2 separate regions of the Mus musculus genome follow, and region 1 is linked to region 2. A link is a contact called in public HiChIP or PLAC-seq data. All regions are on one chromosome and are shown on one strand. The core of a region is the stretch at or near the end of the contact, and the rest is flanking DNA. Distances in the headings are between cores, read along the strand shown. Region 1 overlaps B4galnt3 (beta-1,4-N-acetyl-galactosaminyl transferase 3). Region 2 has its middle 25 kb from the start of Wnk1.

Region 1 (6,586 bases), core at 149-2,648, 140 kb after region 2:
GTGGGGAGTGGGGGTCTTGCTGTGTAGCCCAGGCTGGCCTTGAACTTATGACAGTCTTCCTGCCTCCAGCTCCCCAGTTGGGTGGGGTTAGCAGCATATGCAACCACACTAGGCTAAGGATGCTAATGTATGAGTGGATGCAAAGGCACAACATGTGCTGGGATATGAGCTTCAGTCTGTCTTAGTTCCAGACTGTCTCTCCCTCTGATGTCAGGAGCTCCTGTCCGCAGGAATGCTGCGACACCTTCCCTAACAATGACCCCGCTAGCCAAATCATCTTCTCCTAAGTTGCTTCAGTTGGGTACTTTGTCACAATGATGGCAAGAGTAGCAAATAACACACACACACACCCTACCCCTGTGCATATATTGTATATATACATTCTTTTCTTTAGTACTGGGTTTAATACCTAGAACTGAGTGTAAGGCCACACTCATGCTAAGCAGGTGCTCTATAACCCAGCCCTCTCCTTCTTCTCTGAGACTATTACTTCTTTTCAAAACCCGCTCCTTCCTCACCTCAAGGAACCCAGACCCCCCTGGATATCCAATTGTCATTTAAGGATCCATACTTGCTTATTTTGCTGGCCCCAACTCACTCCTGACCTTTAGCCAATTTCCCAGCATCCTCTACAGCTTTCGGCCTCGCCTCCAGCAGCTATGGCTAGAAGGAACACAATCTCTGGCTGGGAGAATTCTCATCTTAGCTTGTTCTGGGAGAATGCTCATCTTAGCCTGGGGGCTCCCCTGGTCCTAAGAACATCATTTTCATTATCTGGCTCCAGGCTCTTGTTTTACCCCTGACAACACAACCAACCACTCACACTGTGACGCACAGTAGAGATACCAACCCCCTCTGCTGGATAGACAACCTGCGTGTCGGTGAAGCTAACCTCCTGAAGAGTGTACTTCCATATACTTTCTTGTGCCCTGGGAATCGGCAGCAAAGTTCTGTGGCCCTGGCCTCGCTGCCCTGAGGGCCCCTGGCACTGGAGCTCTAGCAGATCCCTAAAGGCCCTCCTCCAGGGTCACCTGTCCAGCAGCTCCCAGTCCTCCCCTCCCCAGCGGTCTCTGAACTCCTTGGTGTTCATGCCTCCGATCTTGTCCAGGTCAGACTTGTAGATCCCGAGCAGTCCAAATCCATTTACTTCCCAGTAGCCTGTGGGCAGACAAGACACCGATGAGATGAGTTGGACACTGGGATCCCACAGGCTCTGATGGTAGAGACTGGGGTGACAGAGGCAGAGAGCTGAGAGCTAGGGAAGTCCCTGACCTGTCTGGGGGAAGCCCCTCCCCACCCCCCAGGAAGACTTAAGATCAAACATAGCTGTGACCATGGCTGATGTCACAACCCGACTGTAGGCTGGCAATTAGGATGTGACCCCAGCAGCCCTTCTCATCTACTTTGTCTCTCCACCTTCCTGTCTTCCTGCGCACAGCATCCAGCACGCAGCAGATACTGTATGAATGTCAGATGACTGCATGCTGGGGGAGGACAGTGCCACCGCTCTGCCTGCTACTGTGGTTGTCAGTAGAGCCTGAGGTCTGTCCAAAGCTCAGACAAGACAGGATGGCAGGATGGGAAAGACGCTGATGCTTAGATGTGAACTTTTCCAGCCTTCGTGTTGGACGCCAAGGTCAACTATCACCTCCTCCCTATCCAGGGCAAGGCTTACCCTCAGGCCACTGTGGGGTGGCCCCACAGTGCAGCCGCATCACCATGGGGGCAAAGGCCATCTTGCCCTCCACACAGTGCTTCCGGATGGTATCAATGATTCCTGCTGGAAAGTGGATGTGCAGGTCACAGAGGAAGATGATGCTGTGTGGATCCTGGGGATAGAGAAGGCAAAGTTAGCAGACCCTTGGACCAGAGCTGGGAGACTGGAGCGACTGACAGCTCACACAAAGCCAAACACAGGGCAAATTTCTACAATCTCTTGTAGCAGGACTTAGTGAATTCAGACTCCTCTCCTACTTTCTCTTTCTGCTGAGACAGAGTCATGCTATCTTGCAAAGACTCACCTGGCATCTGTGTAGTCCAGGCTGGCCTTAACTCAGGACCTCCTGCCTATCCTCCAGAGAGCTGGGATTACAGGTATGTACCAACGCCTAACTTTTGTCCCATGTTTTATGGAGTCTGAGGGCTCTAACAATGGGGAGAACACTTCCTTGCCATTTACTTAGTTCCCTGTAGAGCTGGGTCTGCAATGTAGTGTCAAGGTTGCTCCTTGCTATGGTCTTGGTGTCTGCCAAGGGCTGTGTGATAAAGGCTTGCTTTCCAACCTGTGGTGCTATGGGAACCTGTCGGAGGTGAGACTTACAGGAAGAATTTAGATCACTAGGATATTGAGGTTCCCAGCCTCCTTCTCTTTCACTTCCTGGTGCCATGAGGTGAGCATTGTCCTCTGCCATAATTCATGGCCCCACAGGCCCAAAAGCAACAGGGCAAGGTGACCATGAACCAGATGAACCTTTCCTCAGAGCTGAAAGTGTAGCTCAGTGGAAGGGAGCTTGCCTAGCCTGCACAAGGCCTTGAGTATTGTTCCAGGCATGACGAACAGTAACAAACTTCATCTTCATTTAACCCAGTGTGCGGATTGTTTTGTTTATTTTACCCCAACTCGACACAAGCGAGGGTCACCTAGGACAGAGGAAACTCGATGAAGAAAGCGTCTCCATCAGACTGAACTGTGGGCAAGTCTGCGTGGCATTTTCATCATTCATGACTGTCGTGGGAGGGTGCAGACCACTGTGGGTGTTGTCACCCCTGGGCAGCGTGAGTTGTATGAGAGAGCAAGATGTAGGACTAGAGAGATGGCTCTCAGTGTCCAGAGGACCTGGGCTGGATTCCCAGCACCTACATGGCAGCTCAAAACCATCTGAAATGGTTTTTAATTTAAAAAATTAAAATGAGGGCTGGAGAGATGGCTCAGCAGTTAAGAGCACTGGCTGCGTTTCCAGAGGTCCTGAGTTCAACTCTTCACAACGACATGATACAGATGGCTCACAACCATCTGTAATGGGATCTGAGGTTCTCTTCTGTCTGGCTCTCTGTTCTGGCATGCAGGCATACATGCAAATAGAGTGCTCATATCCATAAACTATATAAATAAGTGAATCTTTTTTATAAAGTTAAAGCCGAGCAAGCTAGGAAGAGCAAGCCTATAATATAAGCACCTTCCTTCCACGGGTCCTGCCCACCATCCCTCAATGGTCCACCGTGCTCCAGATATGTGAACCAGTCACCCCTCTCCTCCCCAAGTTGCTTCTGGTCATGATGTTTATCACAGCAACAGCAAGCAAACAAGGGCACTCAGGTTATCTTACGACAGTAATGGAATGTGACAAGCATAGCCCTATGTCCCAACCCCTGCCCTGCCAAGCAGCGGACTGCACCTTCCAACTGTCTGTCTCCTAACTAGTCTCCTGATCACCCAAGCCCCCCTGAGGCCCCGTTACCTTCACCAGGTCTATGCCAGCCTGCAGTCCAGCAGAGCGCTCAAAGTTTCCACTCAGCTTCAGGTACTGGTAGCTGCAGGAAGAGAAGAAACGCTGGATCGGGTGTAAGGATTCAGCTGTAGGAGCCCTGAAGGGAGTTGGAAGGCACACAGTAGAGACACACAGTAGAGACACACAGTAGAGCACAGGTGGGTGCTCCTGGGTTGTGGGTAGGAGCTGGCTATTGGTACTGGGGAGAGCTGGCTGTGGCTTCTGGTTCCACTCTGAGCAGTGGTCCTGGGACATCAGGAAAGTGAAAAGCCAGCTGTAGCCAGAGGTCTTCCTTACCTCCGCAGTCTGGACCTCTTCAGAGCCATCTCCACATCCATGTCCTCACTGCTATAGTCTGTGATAATGATGCTGAAATGTGCATCTCCAGTGACTTGGGACAGGCTCTCCATATCTCTGATGAACTGCTGCACCCAGCGAGCCTGGTTCTTCACTATCCAGGTAGGTCAGGTAAGGAGAAAACAGCAAGAGTTAAGGAAGGGTGAACATCTCTCAGCACTGACCCAAGTCAGGAGTCCCATCAACCTTTAAAGGGGATAAGGCAACCACAGGAATCCATTAGCATGCAGCACAGAGACTCTAAGAAGGGGCAGGGTTCGCCAGCTACTGGGGGTTCTACAGCTCAGCTCCCTCCGCACTTTCCAGGCCTGGCCTTGGAGACAGTCTTAGGTGGGACACATCAGAGCAACCCTGGCCAGCTTTAACAGGCCTGCTATCTACCCATCTTCTCATACTGCTCATCCCTTGTCCTGCCTGGTCACATTGTTACACGTTGTCTTATGTTTTCCTTTCTCATTAGAAAGACCACACTAGGGCAGGAGGTGGGGCTCAGTGCCTTACTTAGCATGTGGCAGGCCCTGGACCACCACCATCATCATCAAAATAAATCCCACTCTGTATAATATCCTCACTCTTCTTTCCTGGACAACAACCCAAGTTGATGCTCACATCCAACCCGAAGACCTACACGACAGAAAGTACCAGCCTCAACTCAGCATCAGATCTCAGTTCCACTGTTTGCTAACCACACAACAACGTTCAATTCGTTTTCTTCTGTGAACCCAGTTGGAAGATCAAATCAAGAAAACAGACCCAGTGTTCATGGTGGGCACCAGGACCCCACCCTGCTAAGGCTTACCAGGCACAATAAAGTGGACCACAGCTCGATGGTTCCAGGAGAAACCTTGGGGCCAGCAGAGCTTGGGCTCTGGATCCTGGGCATTCAGGACATGTCTGTGACGGTTGCGTGGGCTCCAGACCAGACCCTGCAGGTTCCGAGCTTCTGTGTCCTCCCTGCCTGGGTGGTCACCTCCCCGCCAGCCTCTAGTGGACACGTACTCCGAGAGCCGTACCAGGCGTTGGCCATCCAGCAGTTCAAGCTCCAGGAAGTAGCGCCCCCCGCGCAGCCGGTCCTGGCGCTTCTCCACATTCACAATGCGCTGCAGCTGGTATCTCCTGTGGCACAGAGGGCAGCTAGAGTGAGCAGAGGGCATGTGGTAGAAGTCTGCAGGGCCAGTTGTCAGAGATCCTGGTTCTTGTCTTTGCTTTGCCATCGGTTAGCTGTAGAGGCTCATACAAGATATACAGCCTGCCTAAGCCTCGCTGCCTCCTCCGTCTAAAATGTTGCTCCTGAAGCACAATGATCATTGAGGCCTTCAAAGCACTAAGGCTCACTGTACAAGCAGTCTTGGTGATAGACTCCTTGAGATCAGCCCACATTAAGAAAAATCATCAAAATGATAGAAATTAATACACCTTCAGTCACTCTGATCATTAATGGTCTCAATCCCCCAGTCAAAATAATAATAATAATAATAATAATAATAATAATACAGGCTAATAGAATGGATTAAAATACAGGATCCAGGGACTGGAAAGATAGCTCAGTGGTTACAAGTGCCTGCTGCTCTCTTTCAGAGGACCTTGAGTTGGGTGCCGGGTGAATTACAGCCACCGAGCTCCAGAGGACCTGCCAGGCTTTTCCAGACATGGAGGGTGTCTGTAGCCACATAAACCCCCACCCTCATTGACATACCACTTAGAATAAATCTTGGGTCTGCAGAGATGAGCCAGAAGTTAAGAGTACTGGGTACTCTTCCAGAGGACTTGTATTGAATTTCTAGCACACACAGCAGCCCACAACCATATGTAACACCAGCCACAGGGGACCCAACCCCTTCTTCTGGACTCTGCAGGCGCTGTACACATGTGGTACACGGACAAAAGAGTCATACACAGAAAAGAAAAATAAGGGGAAAAATTTTTTTTTCTTTATGAGAGTTTCTTGGTGTAGCCCAGACTGTCCTGGAACTCATTCCATAGGCTAGGTGGGCCTTGAACCTAGAGATCCACCTGCCTCTGCCTCCTGAGTGCTGGGATCAAAATAAACCTTCAACAACAACAAACTCTATTCATCTATTTGCCGCCTCCAGGAAGCTCATCTCTCCATCAAACAGAGATCCTTATGGTGCAAGGATGGCAAAGGTGTTCCAACGGAACAAACCAGAACAGAAGTGCTGCTGTGATATCCAAAAACATAGACCTCAGCCCAAAACTCATCAGGAGAGACAAACGGTCACGTCACATGATTAAAGGAAAACTCCACGGAGATGATACTACGGTGTTACACACAGTCAACCACAGGGGTGCTCAACACAACACCACCCCTCAGAGGTCGATCAATGGAGAGGGACAAAGGAACCTGGAAATACATCAGGCATTTACAGTCAGCTGATCTGCAACAAAGACAGCAGAACACACCTTGTCTGCTGGACAGCTTCCTCCACACTGCGTGTGCAGAGGGATAGAACCACGCCCACAACCACGCCCACATTTCTCACCACTCAAAACTCAACTCTAAGTCTCCAGGCTTAAACATCTCTATTTAGGACCAGAAAGGAAGGTGTAACTAAAGAAAGCAGCTGGTGATGCTTCAGGACATTGCTCTGAGCAAAGGATTAGCAAGTGTGAGCCTCAAAGCACACAGGCAACAAAAAGCCAAAATGAGCAAGACCGTCAGATAGACAGAGCACACATGCAGGCGGACAGCCTCTACAGATGTGGAGGGAATCTTAGTGGAG
Region 2 (6,846 bases), core at 4,231-6,730:
CTTTATTAACTACTGTGGTCAAGTACGGGCCTTTCATTCGGATCTTTAGTGTGTGTCTGGTTCTGTGTCCCGTTGGATATGACATTTCTTTCCTGCCTTTTCACATCTTTGAAAAGTAGCCCTGCTTCCAAGAGAACTCAAAACCAAAAGGGGAAGATTCTAGACTACTCCTGAAATGCAGAGCCTGACTTTTAGCTGTTCTGCTGACATTCGTGCTAGCCCAGTCCCTCCATTAGCAGAGTCTACTGGTTTCTAAGTTAAAACAGGAATAAGTCAAACAGCAGCCATGAGGCCCTGCCCTCCTACCTCTTTGTTTGCAAAATGAACTCGAGAAACCAGACAGCATCTGCAAAGGCCAGCGTTGAAGAAGATAGGAACCTAAAATAGGAACCTAAAAGTTCTCTACCCGGCTCCACTTTTTGAAACACAATCTTGCTTTGTAGTCCAGGCTGGCCTGGAAGTTACAATCCTCCTAACTCTGGCCTCTTGAGTGCTGAGATTAGTTATGCACTGTCACACCCAACCATAAGATTCATCTTTTTAAAGCAATATATCAATACCCAATACCACATGGTGGAAGGAGAGAGCTGATTCCCTTTAGTTGTCCTTTGATCTCTGCATATACCCGGCAAGCTCATTACCGCACCCTACACACAAATAAATAAAATGTAGTAAATTTTAAAAATTTAAGAGAAAACAAATATCACCTTCATGGCTAGAATATTCCAACAAACTGTTGTCTCTAATAATCTCGTATACTCTGACAAGTGAGATGGCTGGAAAAATAATGTAGTTTTACATTATATGTAATCATTTATGTTTGTCAGTTTTAAGTCTCTCCTGTTATGGTTGACTTTATTTATTTATTTGGTTTTTCGAGACAGGGTTTCTCTGTGTAGCCCTGGCTGTCCTGAAACTCACTTTGTAGACCAGGCTGGCCTCGAATTCAGAAATCTACCTGCCTCTGCCTCCCGAGTGCTGGGATTAAAGGCATGTGCCACCACGCCTGGCTTGGTTTAATTTTTTTTTAAACATTTTCTCCATTTAGTCATTCATTTGGCACATACATGCCACATGTCTGCGTGCATGCGAATGTCAAAGAGTACCGTGCTGGAGTCAATCACCAGGCTTGGCAGCACGTGTCTTTAGCCAGCGAGCCATGTTGATGGCCCTCCTGTCTCTTTGATTTTGATGTTTGTTGTTCTGCCCTGTACACTGCTCCCTTAGAATCCTTCCAATACAGGGGTGACTCTCATCTTTCACAGCAGTTATGTTTTACAAGGTTACTGTGACCATGGAAACAGAGTTAGATTTCTGTGGGCCTTTGGTCACAACCCTTTTATCCATCAGCTATATGCATTTCTATTTAAATACATTTTACTTAATATATGCTGTTGATTTTTTTTTAACATGGGTTCATGGCACTGCAAGTCACGGCTAAATGAAGATTTGAAACAATCTCTGTTCTTTCTGTTAGGCGTATGACATTCTTGTTGCTTGTAAACATGCTATCCATGGCTCAGTGGTTGAGAGTGCTAGCTGCTCTTGCAGAGGTTCAGTTCTTAGCACTATGCCCTCTTCTGACCTCCAAGGGCATATCTATGTATGTACACACACACACACACATGAATATAATAAATAAACTACTCAAAAATAAAATAAAAATGTTAGACACTACTTCAAAGACTTTTTTTTAATTACTAGGGATGAAGTAAAGGCCTTCTGTTACAAGTTTTGGGGTCAGAGCCTGGGCCCTGGTCACCCTAACAAGCAGTATGAAATACTGTATGTTATAAGTATCAGTATGAAATAAGCCAGGTAAAGAGTAATGGTGAAAAGGATACTTTTCAAAATGGCCACATCCTATAAGAGGAACAAACAGACAGGTCCAGTGGCCAGTGCTCCCAAGTCCATCTTTGAGAACATAATAGGCAGGAGGTAACTAAGCACTTCTGATCCAAATGTGGTCCCACCCATCACGACCCACCATAGCTCTCTCAACTCCAGTCTCTCTTTTTAAAAGATTTATTATATATAAATACACTGTCACTGTCTTCAGACACACCAGAAGAGGGCATCAGATCTCATTACAGATGGTTGTGAGCTACCATGTGGTTGCTGGGAATTGAACTCAGGACCTCTGGAAGAACAGTCAGTGCTCTTAACCACTAAGCCATTTCTCCAACCCAACTCTAGTCTCCCTTGAAGGTAGGTCTCCGAGGACAGGTTGTCACAAGTGTATGATTTGGGAGACAATCCTCCTGCTGGCTGGCACTAAGACTCTGGACTTTCTTTTCTCTCAGCATGAGAGTCCTGGAGAAAGTCTAATTTCTTGGGACCCATTGTCTCAGTAATTTGATAGTCAAAGGGAGGGCCACAGTAATCTTTTAGGACAGTAACACACCCATAGGCTACCACTGAGCCACACTCTCACCCCTGGGCATTGGTTTAAAGATCATAATAAGACTGGGCTTATGAGGTCCTGGTTCAATCCACCAAAAACCAAACCAAACCAAAACCCCCATAATTATCAACCAAAAGCACAGAAGAAAGAAAGGACAAAGTATAGTAGAAATAAAGGGGTACTTGTCTCCAGTACGGAGCAGAACAGCCTCACTTTGTCTGGTCCCTGTGTGCACGGCTGTGCTCTGATGACTCAATTTTCTCATCTCTCTGTGACTGTCGCTGACTGGCCGCAAAAGCATCATGAGGATCGACTTGGCAGTCACAGCTAGATTTTAGGGAGTAATCAGACCTGTAAATACTGAACCAGGGAGGATGAAGATTAATTACAACCATGTTAAATACTGTGAAGGCAAAAATCTTTGCTGTGGAACCAGATGTCTAGAAAAAATGCTTCAGGCTGCTGGGGTGGCTCTGTGATGTAAGGCATTGGCTGCCAAGCCTGAGTTCTAGCCCCAGAATCCACATGGTAGAAAGGAGAACCAGTCCCCACAAATTGTCCTCAAGTTCGATACCCACCCATCTACCCAAATAAACAATTAAAAAACAAACAAACTTAAAACAAAACAAGCCATGGTTTTATAAGCCCTCAGTGATGTGTTTATAAAAAGATAAAGGGGTATAAGATATGTTCTATGGGGGTATGGTAAGGAGCATTACCGGGCTGTTGCCAGGTAACTGTGGGGTGACCTTTAGACAGAATGCTAACATGCAGAGCAATTGAATCTATTCTAAAGGCACTTTGGAATGGTTAGTCTTCATACACAAAAGCATCACCATCACCTTCTCCAAGCCATCATCACTAGAAAGTGATTTTGGAAAATGCTTGTCCACTGGTGGAGCTATAGTAACTGTAAGCCAGCTGATCTCAAAGTCTGGTACCAACAACATCAAAATCTCTTTGTCAAAAATATCAACTCCCCAGTGCCTGACAAATACAGAAGTGGATCCATTGGACGCAAAGCACAAGGTCTCCAGTGAAGGAGTTAGAGAAAGAACCCAAGGTGTTGAAGGGGTTTGTAGCCCCTTAGGAGGAACAACAATATGAACCAACCAGTATCTCCAGAGCTCCCTGGGACTAAAACACCAAACAAAGAAAACACATGGTGGGACTCATGGCTCTAGCTGCATATGTAGCAGAGGATGGCCTAGTCGGTCAACAACGGGAGGAGAGGCCCTTGGTCCTGTGAAGGCTAGATGCCCCAGTATGGGGACTGCCAGGGCCAGGAAGAGGAGTGGGTGTGTTGGTGAGCAGGGGGAGGGGGGAAGGGATAGGGGGCTTTCAGAGGGGAAACAAGGAACAGGGATAGCATTTGAAATGTAAATAAAGAAAATATCTAATAAAAGTTATATAACTATTTTAAAATTATAAAACTAAACATTGATACAAATTCACTGAAAAAAAAGTTTAGAATTATTTAAAAAAAAAAAAAAAAAAGTCAACTCCCAGCAGGGTAGTGGTGGTCCATGCACTCAAGAGGCAGAGGCAGGCAGATCTCTGAATTCAAGTCCAGCCTGGTCTACAGAGTGAGTTCCAGGACAGCCAGAGCTACAAAGAGAAACCCTGTCTCAAACAAACGGAAAAAAAAAAATCAGCTCTCCTGGTAGAGCGTGGAGGTACACCTGGTAGAGCGTGGAGGTACACCTGGTAGAGCGTGGAGGTACACCTTGGCTGTGTAGTGAAGCCCTGACCTCAGTCAGAGAGAAAAGGAAAGAGAGCACAAACCCTGTGGCTCCCACTGTAAGATAAAAAACTGGGTGTGGAAGGAAGGGCAGTACCTTCTGGATTTTACAAAACTGAGACTGCTTCAGGCCAAAGTTGAGAACCTTGCTTTAAACCCCAAGCTATCCCAATCCTATGGTGGCTGTATGGCTAATGACTTGCAGAAGGCATGGCTGACAGTCCTTTGTTATGGAAAGAGCTGGGGTTGAACAGTCGGGAGAATCTCACTTCCACCTTCTATAAGGAGGAAACTTTGAAGTTACTTAAACCCTGCCGAGGGCCAGATTCCTCCTGTGTAAACATGTGGAGCTTCATAAAGCCATGACCAAGAAAGTGCCTAGCATGCACAAGCCCTCTTTCTTTCTTGCTTGCTTTGTTGCTCCCAGATTTATTGAAAACATTACAGAACAGATACAAACGGCTCCATGTGGTGTTTTGAGATTCACCCCAACTGTAGGCTGAGTAATCTTGTAGTTTAGTGAATAGGAACAAAAAAAAGAAAGGAAAGAAGGAAAGAGAGAAAGAGAGAGAGAGAGAGAGAGAGAAAGAAAGAAGGAAGGAAGGAAAGAAAGAAAGAAAGAAAGAAAGAAAGAAAGAAAGAAAGAAAGAAAGAAAGAAAGAGAGAGAAAAGAACATGACTGCTCCTAGGTATGGTAGAAGAGAAAGTTTATTGTAGATAAAAGGGAGAGCAGAGGCAGAGACACCTGGGAAAGTCCTGAGTAAACGTGACCGGACTGAGCTGGGCCATGGCGGGAGATGAGGGGAAGGGAGAGGGAGAAGGGGGAGAAAGATCCGGGAGCACAGCCAGAAGGCCAAAGGCACAAAAAACGATGGGCAACCACAATGGCCGGGTTATATAGGGGAGAAGAAGCCAGCAGCCTGGGCTGGAGGGTTCAGAGTAGGGGGCAGGGTATGCCAGCCAGGAAGGCCTTCTTAGGGGCTGAGGGACAACCTGGAAGCCAGCATCTGCTTTGATATGTTAAATAGGCGCCTCTGCCATTTGTCCCAAGTTTGAAACCTAAAGGTCAGAGAGGCTGCACTAATCCCACCAGGTAAGGATTAACCAGTACTACTTTTTTTTTTTTTTTTTTTTTGCCAAATTTGAAATAAGCTTTATTAAGTCCTGGCCATGGCGTGGACACTGGTCAGGTCCATGCCCAGGATTCCCAGAGAATGGCCCCAAAATACATTATTCAGAAGTTTATAAAAGCAAAACCTATAAGGCTACTACTCTCTTCCTGCCTTCGTTCTTTTGAGGGCAGACATACTTCCTGCCTACACACCTCCCACCTACGTGTGATAAAGCAGGTCTATGCAGTCGGGCAATGAAACTTGTTTATCTTAAATGAACAACAGCCCCCAGCAGTCCAGGGAGCTATCTGTCCTTGGGCACGTGCAGTTTACAGGTTAGAGGCATTTTTGTTTTATAAATCCCTTAAGCACATTAATTTAAACTTAAGATACAATTTGAGCCATCACAAAGATCCAGGATCCTAGGAAGTCAGGACTTGAAGGAGAAACTGTGAGGGTGAGGGACCTGGCTTGCAGGCTCACTCACAAGTTCATGCTTGACTAACCTTATACAGCCCAGTACCAACTGCTTAGAGAACTATGTCGCCCACCTTAGGTTGGGCTCTACTACTCAGTTAACCATCAAGACAATTCCACACAGATGTGCTTCCAGGCCAATCTGATCTATGTGACACCGTGATTGAGATTCCCTTCTCAGCTGGCCAGGCTGTCTGACATTGACACAATTTTACCTTAATTTTAAATGTATTTATTTGTTTGTTCATTTAAGACATGACTTCACTATGTTGTCCTGCTGGGTCTGGAATTTTCTCTGTAAAACAGGCTATACTTGAACTCAGAAATCTGCCTACCTCTCCTTTGTCAATGCCGGGATTAGAGGTCTTTGCTATCATACCTGGCCCATTATTTTTATTATTTTTATTTTATTTGTTTGTTTGTTTTTTGTTTTGGTTTTGGTTTTTTGTTTTTCGAGACAGGGTTTCTCTGTATAGCCCTGGCTGTCCTGGAACTCACTCTGTAGACCAGGCTGGCCTCGAACTCAGAAATCCTCCTGCCTCTGCCTCCCAAGTGCTGGAATTAAAGGCGTGCACCACCACCGCCCAGCTTTATTTTATTTTTAAGTGTGTGTGCGTGAGTGCATGCGTGCGTGTGTGCATATATACAGGAATGTAAGTGCAGGTGCCCACAGAATCCAGAATAAGGCTCTGGTCCCCTAGAGCTGGAATTACAGGTAGTTTTGAGATGCCAGATCAGAGGGCCAGGAACTGAACCCAGGTCCTCTGCAAGAACAGTAAGTGCTCTTAATCACAGAGCCATCTCTCCACTCCCACTACCCACAACCCCTTTTTGGACAAGATCTCATATAGCCCAACCTGATCTTGAATTTACAATGTAGCCCACAACAGTCTTGAACTCCTGATCCTTCTGCCCCAGATTCTCAAATGCTCGAATTACAGGCAGAAGCCACCACATATAGCCAACTATTACAATTTTCATTATAGTGCCTTTCTCCATATAAGAAAGGGCTAATAATGTGGTTCCAGTATTGCTCTAGGGACAGAAACACACACTAAAGCCCCTCAAAGAGATTATTCACTAAGTTCCTTCACCAAGAGATAGAGCAGAAA

The links. HiChIP or PLAC-seq counts read pairs in DNA pulled down with a chosen protein or histone mark.
Region 1: an H3K27ac HiChIP or PLAC-seq map of thymic regulatory T cells shows a contact between it and region 2, with 2.8 times the contacts expected there. The contact joins two enhancer-like sites. A contact is called at or near these places in 2 of 15 datasets of contacts at CTCF or cohesin (CD8 T cells and the NIH/3T3 cell line), 4 of 484 Hi-C or Micro-C datasets (CD8 T cells and embryonic stem cells), 17 of 115 datasets of contacts at active chromatin or transcription factors (the HPC-7 cell line, T-cell acute lymphoblastic leukemia, astrocytes and 10 more) and 3 of 9 other capture datasets (adipose tissue, liver and pancreatic islet).

Annotation. Positions count from the first base shown.
Region 1 is chr6:120,205,448-120,212,033 of GRCm38.p6, forward strand. It overlaps B4galnt3 (beta-1,4-N-acetyl-galactosaminyl transferase 3), which reads right to left. Exons shown (of 20, transcript NM_198884.2): 15 at 4,645-4,961; 16 at 3,786-3,939; 17 at 3,459-3,531; 18 at 1,676-1,829; 19 at 1,032-1,158. Among named protein-coding and RNA genes, the nearest start is that of Gm25327, 65 kb to the left of the region's middle. Within about 2 kb of position 1,399, at least 18 of the 459 cell types and tissues checked have an H3K27ac peak or open chromatin away from gene starts, as enhancers often do. A contact at or near this core is called in CD8 T cells and thymic regulatory T cells, where this site is marked.
Region 2 is chr6:120,060,466-120,067,311 of GRCm38.p6, forward strand. No RefSeq gene overlaps it. Among named protein-coding and RNA genes, the nearest start is that of Wnk1, 25 kb to the left of the region's middle. Within about 2 kb of position 5,481, at least 49 of the 459 cell types and tissues checked have an H3K27ac peak or open chromatin away from gene starts, as enhancers often do. A contact at or near this core is called in CD8 T cells and thymic regulatory T cells, where this site is marked.